Regions from separate parts of the Zea mays genome. Here region 1 is linked to region 2. Evidence: chromatin contacts called from public Hi-C data. All regions are on one chromosome and are shown on one strand. Each heading gives the region's core, a stretch centred on a gene start, on an enhancer-like site or on the middle of the called end of the contact. The rest is flanking DNA. Distances are from core to core; before and after follow the strand shown. Region 1 holds the start of LOC103645490 (zinc finger protein 4). Region 2 holds the start of LOC103643744 (LOB domain-containing protein 37).

Region 1 (3,582 bases), core at 914-3,413, 510 kb before region 2:
TGCGGGACGGTTGCGAGATGCGGGCTGGCGGCGGAAGGCAGGGTGGGAGAGGCCGTGTGGAATTAGTGGGCAGGATCGGACGGCTTAGATCGCAGAACGGTGAACGGACGGTTGAGATTGCAGGATGGCAGAACGGCAGAACGGCAGACTACTATTGCTTACTTAATAAGTAGTAGAGATTAATTAGCTAAAATTTAGCTTTACAAACTATTTAGCTAGTTTTTTATATGCTCTAATAGGGAACTAGGTTGCTTTTCTCTATCATTTGTGCTGAGTGGAATGTCACATCGGCACCTGGAACCGCAACTTGCTGAATAGGAACAGGAGGGAATAGCTGACGACTGCAGTTTCCATGTCGGGGCTGCGTCCGGACAAATTCAGATGTCAAAGGAACATTTTTCTGAAGCAAGCTTTATTGCTGCCAACGCGTTCTTTGTACCGTTCCATCCGCCTTGCAAAGTTTCTTTTTTCTAATCCAGTTTTCCTTTATTTTCTCCCATATATTTTTCTTTCTTTCCCTGAATAACAAATACTGTCTGAGCTTGCACTCAGAACGGATTTCGCATCTGGCTGAAAGGATTCAGAAAATGATCACTGCCTGCTCGTTTTTTTTTTCAGAAGACGCAGATCGAACTGCTCGTTTCGAGGAACCGTTCGCTATTCAGAAGGCGGCACGAAGTCGAGGGATTAGGCAGCTGACAGACAACTATATACCGGTGAAAATCGAAACTAGTTAGAAATCAAAGTACAGTCTGGTCGCGCGAGCTCCTCCTCATCTACAAGTATGCAACATGTAACTACGACGATGTTTCGGCTTCAGTTTCACAGCCTGAGATCCAAGTCTATCTTCTTACTCTGCTCCGACGCCGACGCCTGCTCCTCCGAGCTCGGCGGCTCAGGCTGCGTCCTCATGCGGAAGCTCCCCGGCCACGTCGAGCTGACCGGCTCCTCGATCTCGTAGAGCAGCGCCGGCGCCCACGAGGTGGCGGCGGCGCTGTTGCCGTCGTGGAACCTGGGGGCCGTGCTCGTGGCGCCGGGGGCCCCGGCACCGGCAGCCTTCCGCGCCGCGGCGGCGAGCTCCTGGCTGGCGGCGCCCTTTTGGATGACCGCGCTGGCCGGGCTGACCCGCAGCGCGGCGCGCACCAGGGCGGCGTGCGCCTCGAGCGGCAGGCCGGCCATGACCATCCGCTGCGCCGCGTGGAGGTGGTGGTACTGGTACTGGTAGGCGGGCGACGGCGCGGAGGAGCGCTTGGCCGCGCTGCGCTCCCGCTTGTGCGCGTTCTGGTGCCCGCCCAGCGCCTGCGAGCTGAAGAACTTGCGCATGCAGAAGTTGCACGAGAACACCTTGTGCGGCGCGGGCGCGGAGGGAGGAGGAGGAGGAGGAGAGGACGGCACGGGCACGGGCTTGGGCGGCGGCTCGCCGTCTGAGGCGGCGGACGAGGAGTCCCCGTCCGTTGTCGCCGGGAACTCGTCGCGAGGGGCGGTCACGGCCAGCGTGAGGTCGAGCCACGGCATGGCGCCGCCGCCGCCGCCGGCCACCGTGGGCCGCCGTTCCGCGCTCTGATCGTTCACCGACGACGTCTCGTCCATACGCTCCAAGTCCATGCCCGATAAACCCTGCGTGCAAACTGAAGCCTGCTGCTGCTGTTGCTGATGTTGTTTGTTGGCTCTCGATCGTCGCTTGCAGTTGCAGTTGCAGGTGATCAAGATCAGCCTGCTTTCAGGTTCGCGGTTTGCTTTATAGAGAGTGAGAGGAGGCGAGGCCGGGCGGGGGGGACACGTTTGACGTAGGGATCGGAGATGGGGAGAGAACAATTCGTTTGGGTGATGGTAATGGAGGGAGGGTTGTGGAGGGGGAGAGTCTCGTCTCTAGCTCTCTGTCTCTGCGCGGAATCAGGAGGTAGGGAGGCCTGTGTGTGTGTGTCTGTCTGTCTCTCCCACCCCAATAAGTTATTTAGTGGATAATCTTAGGCGAAGCCCGCTCGGCTCATCTCTTCTTCCTCCATCCGATCCATGTCCAATCCAACTGTGGACCTGGCCCATGTCCCTGGAGCAACGCTTCCTCTGCTCCTCACGTCAGCATCGCCATCTCAATTCTCAGCAGTACTATACTATCCATCCATGCTCGATCATCTGCGGGTTCTGTAGCAAACTGTAGCTCTCTCTCTCTCTGTATGTAGACAACAAGTTAACCATCCACTGAAACATCAATGGAGTGGAGTGGACACGCGTCGTTTTACCAGTGGCGCAGGGTGCGGTGAAAGTGACCTAGTTCACGTAACTCTTGTGGAGTTTTAGCTGTCCAGAGACCAGACTCCAGTTAGAGGAACGGCCGGCCGGGTTCATGTCACAGTCAGAAAGCCATGCACCAAGTAATCCTGTCGAAGTGTCGATCCCTCCGCAGACCGGCGCCGCGCCCGATCACACGCCATTAGTATATTGATGGGCACCCGCGCCCTACCTTTACATGCTTAATTAGACTACACATCTCTCGCAAACAACCTTTAATCTGTCTGGAGATTAGCATTTGCGCCCAAACACGGCAGACTGATCGAGACGCACCCACCACACCGCCGCCTGACGTTGACTGCGCCTGCTGTTCTCTCTGATGACGAAAAAGCTCCATTAGTACCCATGATGATTTCCTTTTTGTATACTAGTGTTTATGCACTAGTAGTAGTGTTCATTTTTGTAATATATATATATATATATATATTATATATATATATATATATATATATATTGCGTGCTGGAAGCACTAGAGCTGACTGATATGAACACTAATAAGAGTTCTGTCAGTTCAGAGTTTAGACTAAACAGGGTAGAGTCCCATGCGTGCAGTGCAGTGCATGCATTCTTGTTATTCCTCCTCAAGTAGCAGTGGCAGCAGCAGCTCTTGTAATGGGATTGTACAATGATGCCTCTCCTCCCGTCCCCTCCACACACCACAGGCACAGGCGGTAGGGTTCCATTCCTTTTGGTAGTGGGAGACTGTTGCTGTCGCAGCACAAGTCACAAGTGCACTGATATATATCGGTATATAGAGGACCGGACCGGACCGGACCGGAGGACGACGACCACCAGCCGCACTTTTTGGGCGTGGTCTTCTCTTGTGCTGGGACTGCATAGGGAGCTGACGATGATGATCATGAGTTCTTGTGAAAGCTAGTGCAGTGTGTGTGGATGGTGCTGGCATTAATCAGCTGGGGGTGGGTGTCCAAGTCAACTTGGTCAGGCTAGCTGGCTTGAGTTGAGGATAGATAGACGACGCATAGAAAAGGAGAGGCACCTGGGCCTCCGGGGCGGGGGCGCAGCTGCAACATTAGGCGGTCGCTTTCGGCGAGATTTGCAGATCTACATGCCTTATTCCTGTCTCTTCTCCTCCAGGCTCCAGCTAGCTATAGCTAGCACGATTGATCAGGGCAGTTCGGTTTCGCCGGCTGTTGCAAGTAAGCTAGTAGTGCTTCCTGCCATCATGATATATATTTAGGTATATTTATATCGATGGATGGTGAGCGCCTGAATTAATCCGTGGTCGTCGTCCGTCCGTCCAGAGCTCGATCAGCTGTTTGCGTTTGACCT
Region 2 (3,820 bases), core at 962-3,461:
GAGGCCTGGGCTCTCCGTGTCCGTGATCACCGGTCTGGTCCTCGCACGTGGTCGTGGCCGAGTACTCGTCGGACGCGCCGGCGGCGCAGCCCCGCGGCCCGGCGCCCGGCGGCGACAGCGCTGGCGTCAGGCAGAGGTCGAGCTGGTGGCACGACGACTGCAGCAGCAGCCCAGCAGCGGCAGCAGCCGGCGGCGGCGGGCGGTGGTGAGAGGCCGCGGCCGCAGGGACGGCGTTGTTGCTGGAGCCGCCGTTCGCGTTCCTGCGCTTCGTTGTGGACGGCGCGGAGGAGGAGGAGTTCTCGGGCGACGCGGCGGCGGCGGCGGCGGCGACCAGGCCGCCGACGCTGCCGTAGAGCCCGTCCATGTCGCGGTCCGTGAACGCGGCGGGGACGGCGGAGAGCGCGCGCAGCGACTCGCCGCGGAGCACGGCGTCCGCGGCGGCCTGGCACAGGTCCCAGTTGCCCGTCCACATGAGCCCGATGGCGCCGCTCACCGGGTTGATGGTCCGCCCGCAGGCCTCGTACAGCAGGGACCGGAAGAGGGCTGCATTGTATTGTTTGTCCGCACAGTTCCAGCATGGTTACGTTAGTAGGAGTCGCATGCATGGTTCCAAGTCAGAACTTGAAGACGACGATGATGTTATTATTAGTACTGGTGCGCGCTGTTGGTAAATAAAAAATATTACCGCTAACCAAAAAAAGGGGTTGGAATTATAGTAATAGTAGAATTAGATCCCAATAATTATGTAGCATATCTGTGACGGGTGAGTGGGTGACGACCTTTTTCTTTATTTTTGTCCCATGAGAGCGTCGAAAGGCCGCGTAGCTAGCGCCATAAAGAAAACATTTTGGTAGCTGCTGCTGCTGCTGTGTCAATAGGTCATGTTGTTCTCTTCTTCAAGATAATATAAAATTGTTGGTCTATAGATAACATAACCTAAGCTCCTATAGTGGTAAAAAAAACGTCACCTAACTATGGCCCTGTTTGGTACAGCTTATTTTCAGCTTCTTCACAAATTTAAGCAGAAGTTTTGCCAAACAGCTAGCTTCTGCAGTAGCTTATCAGTTCAGCTGCTTCTCAGAATACACTAAAAACAGCCAACAAGCAGAAGCTGCTTTTCACCAGCTTATCAGATAAGCTGCTTTTTCAACAAGCAGTAGCTGTGCCAAACAGGACCTATATCTATTTATCTATCTATGTATACGTGTGAGTAACGATAATCTTGCAACATATAGGGCCGGGCCGGGGTGTAGACGTGTGGTGGACGGCATGCATGCATGCATTAATTACCTGGGCGGTGGTGCAGCGGGACTGCGGCGAGGGAGGCGACGAGGCCGGCGCGGCCGAAGAACTTGGCGACGAAGACGGTGGCGTTGGCCTGCGGCTGCGCGCCGTGGATCCAGTCGATGCTGGGGCGGAGCACGCAGGCGTCGCTGCAGCCCTTGCGCAGGACGCGGCAGCCGTTGCAGCTCATCGATCTGCCCCGCTCTGTCGATCGATCGATCGGCACGCCGTTGCTCGCTAGCTCCTGCAGTCTCGTACGTTTAATGTAGTATAAGCTAACGCGTGCGCGTGCGCCCACCGGCCGGCCGTGCTGTGCTCGATCGAACGTACGGCGATGGAGGCGCACGACCCAGGAGCAGAGCTAGCTAGGCGACGACGATGGCGGCGGCCGAGGTGTGTATGCAGCAGCAGCTGAGAAACCGATGGATAGATGTATGTGAAGGACAGCAGGACAGGTACTAGTAGCTAGCTAGGAGAGAAGGAAGGCTGATGGCTGGTTGCTTATATAGACGAAGCTAGCTGGAGGCTGGAGCAAAGAGCAAGAGGAAGAGGAAGAGGCACCCGCACCAGGAGGCACAATTAAAAGGTTCGATTCGAGGAAGGAGAAATTGGGGGTTGTGCTCCAATGACTTTGGCGGTTGGCGCCTACGTGTTGCCGCAACACCCCACTGTCTGCCCCCCATTGTCGCGTCCCCTACAGGATCCTCCGTGCTCTGATCCCATCTCCCGGCGTCTTGCTGGACCTGCCACGCCATGAGGGGAGAAAGGGTAACACACGGACGCAGCTGCAGAGGATCCGAGCATGTCAGTGCGGCCGTTTTGGCGGGGCTCTGGGCCGCGGAAGGACAGGAGGATGTGAATGGATAGGAACAAAGGCGGAGGAGGAGTGAGCAGAGCAGACGACTCAAGGGCAAGGCAAGGCGCCGGAAAGCGACGCGCGCGGTGCGGGTGGGGCATGGTCCAAAATTGTTTAAAAAATATATATGCAGAGATAGATATGAATAAGATGGGGCCGCCGCCCCTTGGCTGCCTCCAAGGGCTGAGGTCGCTCGCTGGCTGGCGTTGCCATCGCCGCCACCTCAAACCGGCCCCGGCCCCCCGGAGCCACCCTCTCTCTCCCGGCCCTTCACCCCCCCCCCCCCCCCCCCCCCCCCCAGCTCACCTCTGCATCGTACGTATCCTCGCTCCTCGGTCGTTGGCGCCTCCCACCACGTACCTGGCGCGCTCATCACGCACGCCGCAGGTCCTAGTCCTGCTCGCATGCAACTTGCCGGCGGTTGCCTTTCGGCCATCTCGCTGCGTTTTTCTTTTGTTTCTTCCCATCTCATACATATGGAGCCAGCAGCTACTGCTGGTCCTACCAAGCCGCAACTTGCTCGGAGGCTGGCTGGCCAAGACCTCGATCAGCGCCTTCGCATCGAGCGCAGTACGTTGTTAATTCGGTCGGACGGCTCGAGGGTGGGTCAGTGGGTGTGGAACTGTGATGAGAGAGAGAGAGAGCGAGTGGCAGGCGTGCGTGTGTGTGCCGGTGGTGCGGCGTGACGTACGCCGCGGAACGGAACGGAACGGAATCCGTGGCGGCACCGCCTCCTTGCCGCATCAGATTCACATCCTTTTCAGTCCTCGCCGCGCCGCGCGCTCCCGGGTTTAATTTTCCCGGTCCCGGCCCTGGCCTCGGCCACCCTTTCTTTCTTTCTTGCTTGTGGTCTGAATAAAAATATGCACCACACCACACCACACCCCACCCCACCGTCGCAGCGCATGGCTCATCGCCGCCCACCCGTCGACGGCAACCAAGCCAACAAGGCAACGAGAGCTTTACAAGCAGGCCGGCGCGGTCGGGGCTCGGGGGCCACAGAACCGCCCGCGGCCCGCCCGTTCAATCCCGGGAGCTATCGCTGTCTGTCTTGTACAGTTTATTGGAGAGAAAGGCATAAGAATTATGAATACCAGGATAGGATATGATGGGATGCTGCTCTTCGTTATGCATTCGTCCTAAAATATAAGTCATTCTAAAAAAATTGGAGACTCAAAGATTTTTAAAGTTTAAAAGTATAACGGGAATCATAAAGATTTATGCCACAGAATATATATAGTATAAAAAATATATTTAATGGAGAAATCTAATGATATACATTTGATATCTTAAATGTTTACTTCATTGTATAAATTTGGTCAAACTTGAAAATACTTTGACTCGCCAAGAAGCTTGGAACGACTTATACTTTGGGACGGATGGAGTAGTCAATAGGAATAGATGAAATAGATAGAGACGAAACAAATTATTCTTAATGATGGTTTCACGCAGTTTTCCGGTACCTTGAAAACGGGTTGGCATTGTTTCAAGGGCATGTACAACCCTGAGACCATGTTTTAGTTTTCTAGGTATAAGAGACGTTTAACAAATTGTATGGTACAACTCTGAGTCCCTCGATCATAAACGCAGTTAATAAATAATATGTAATGAGAATCGTGTAGAGACAGACTCTTTGCGAAGAGCAAGTCTCTTGCATTTTTTTCAACTAACCCATAGGGA

The links. A called contact is a pair of places that touch in the nucleus more often than the background predicts.
Region 1: a Hi-C map of endosperm shows a contact between it and region 2, with 3 times the contacts expected there. The contact joins the promoter of LOC103645490 here to the promoter of LOC103643744 in region 2. A contact is called at or near these places in 5 of 25 Hi-C or Micro-C datasets (bundle sheath, ear, endosperm and 2 more).

What each region holds. Positions count from the first base shown.
Region 1 is chr1:262,298,864-262,302,445 of Zm-B73-REFERENCE-NAM-5.0, reverse strand. It overlaps LOC103645490 (zinc finger protein 4), which reads right to left and starts at 2,163. Exons shown (of 11, transcript XM_035964345.1): 1 at 1-2,163. The coding sequence starts at 1,605. The coding sequence ends at 823.
Region 2 is chr1:261,788,093-261,791,912 of Zm-B73-REFERENCE-NAM-5.0, reverse strand. LOC103643744 (LOB domain-containing protein 37) reads right to left here and starts at 2,211. Exons shown (of 3, transcript XM_008666920.3): 1 at 1,615-2,211; 2 at 1,291-1,528; 3 at 1-543. The coding sequence starts at 1,474.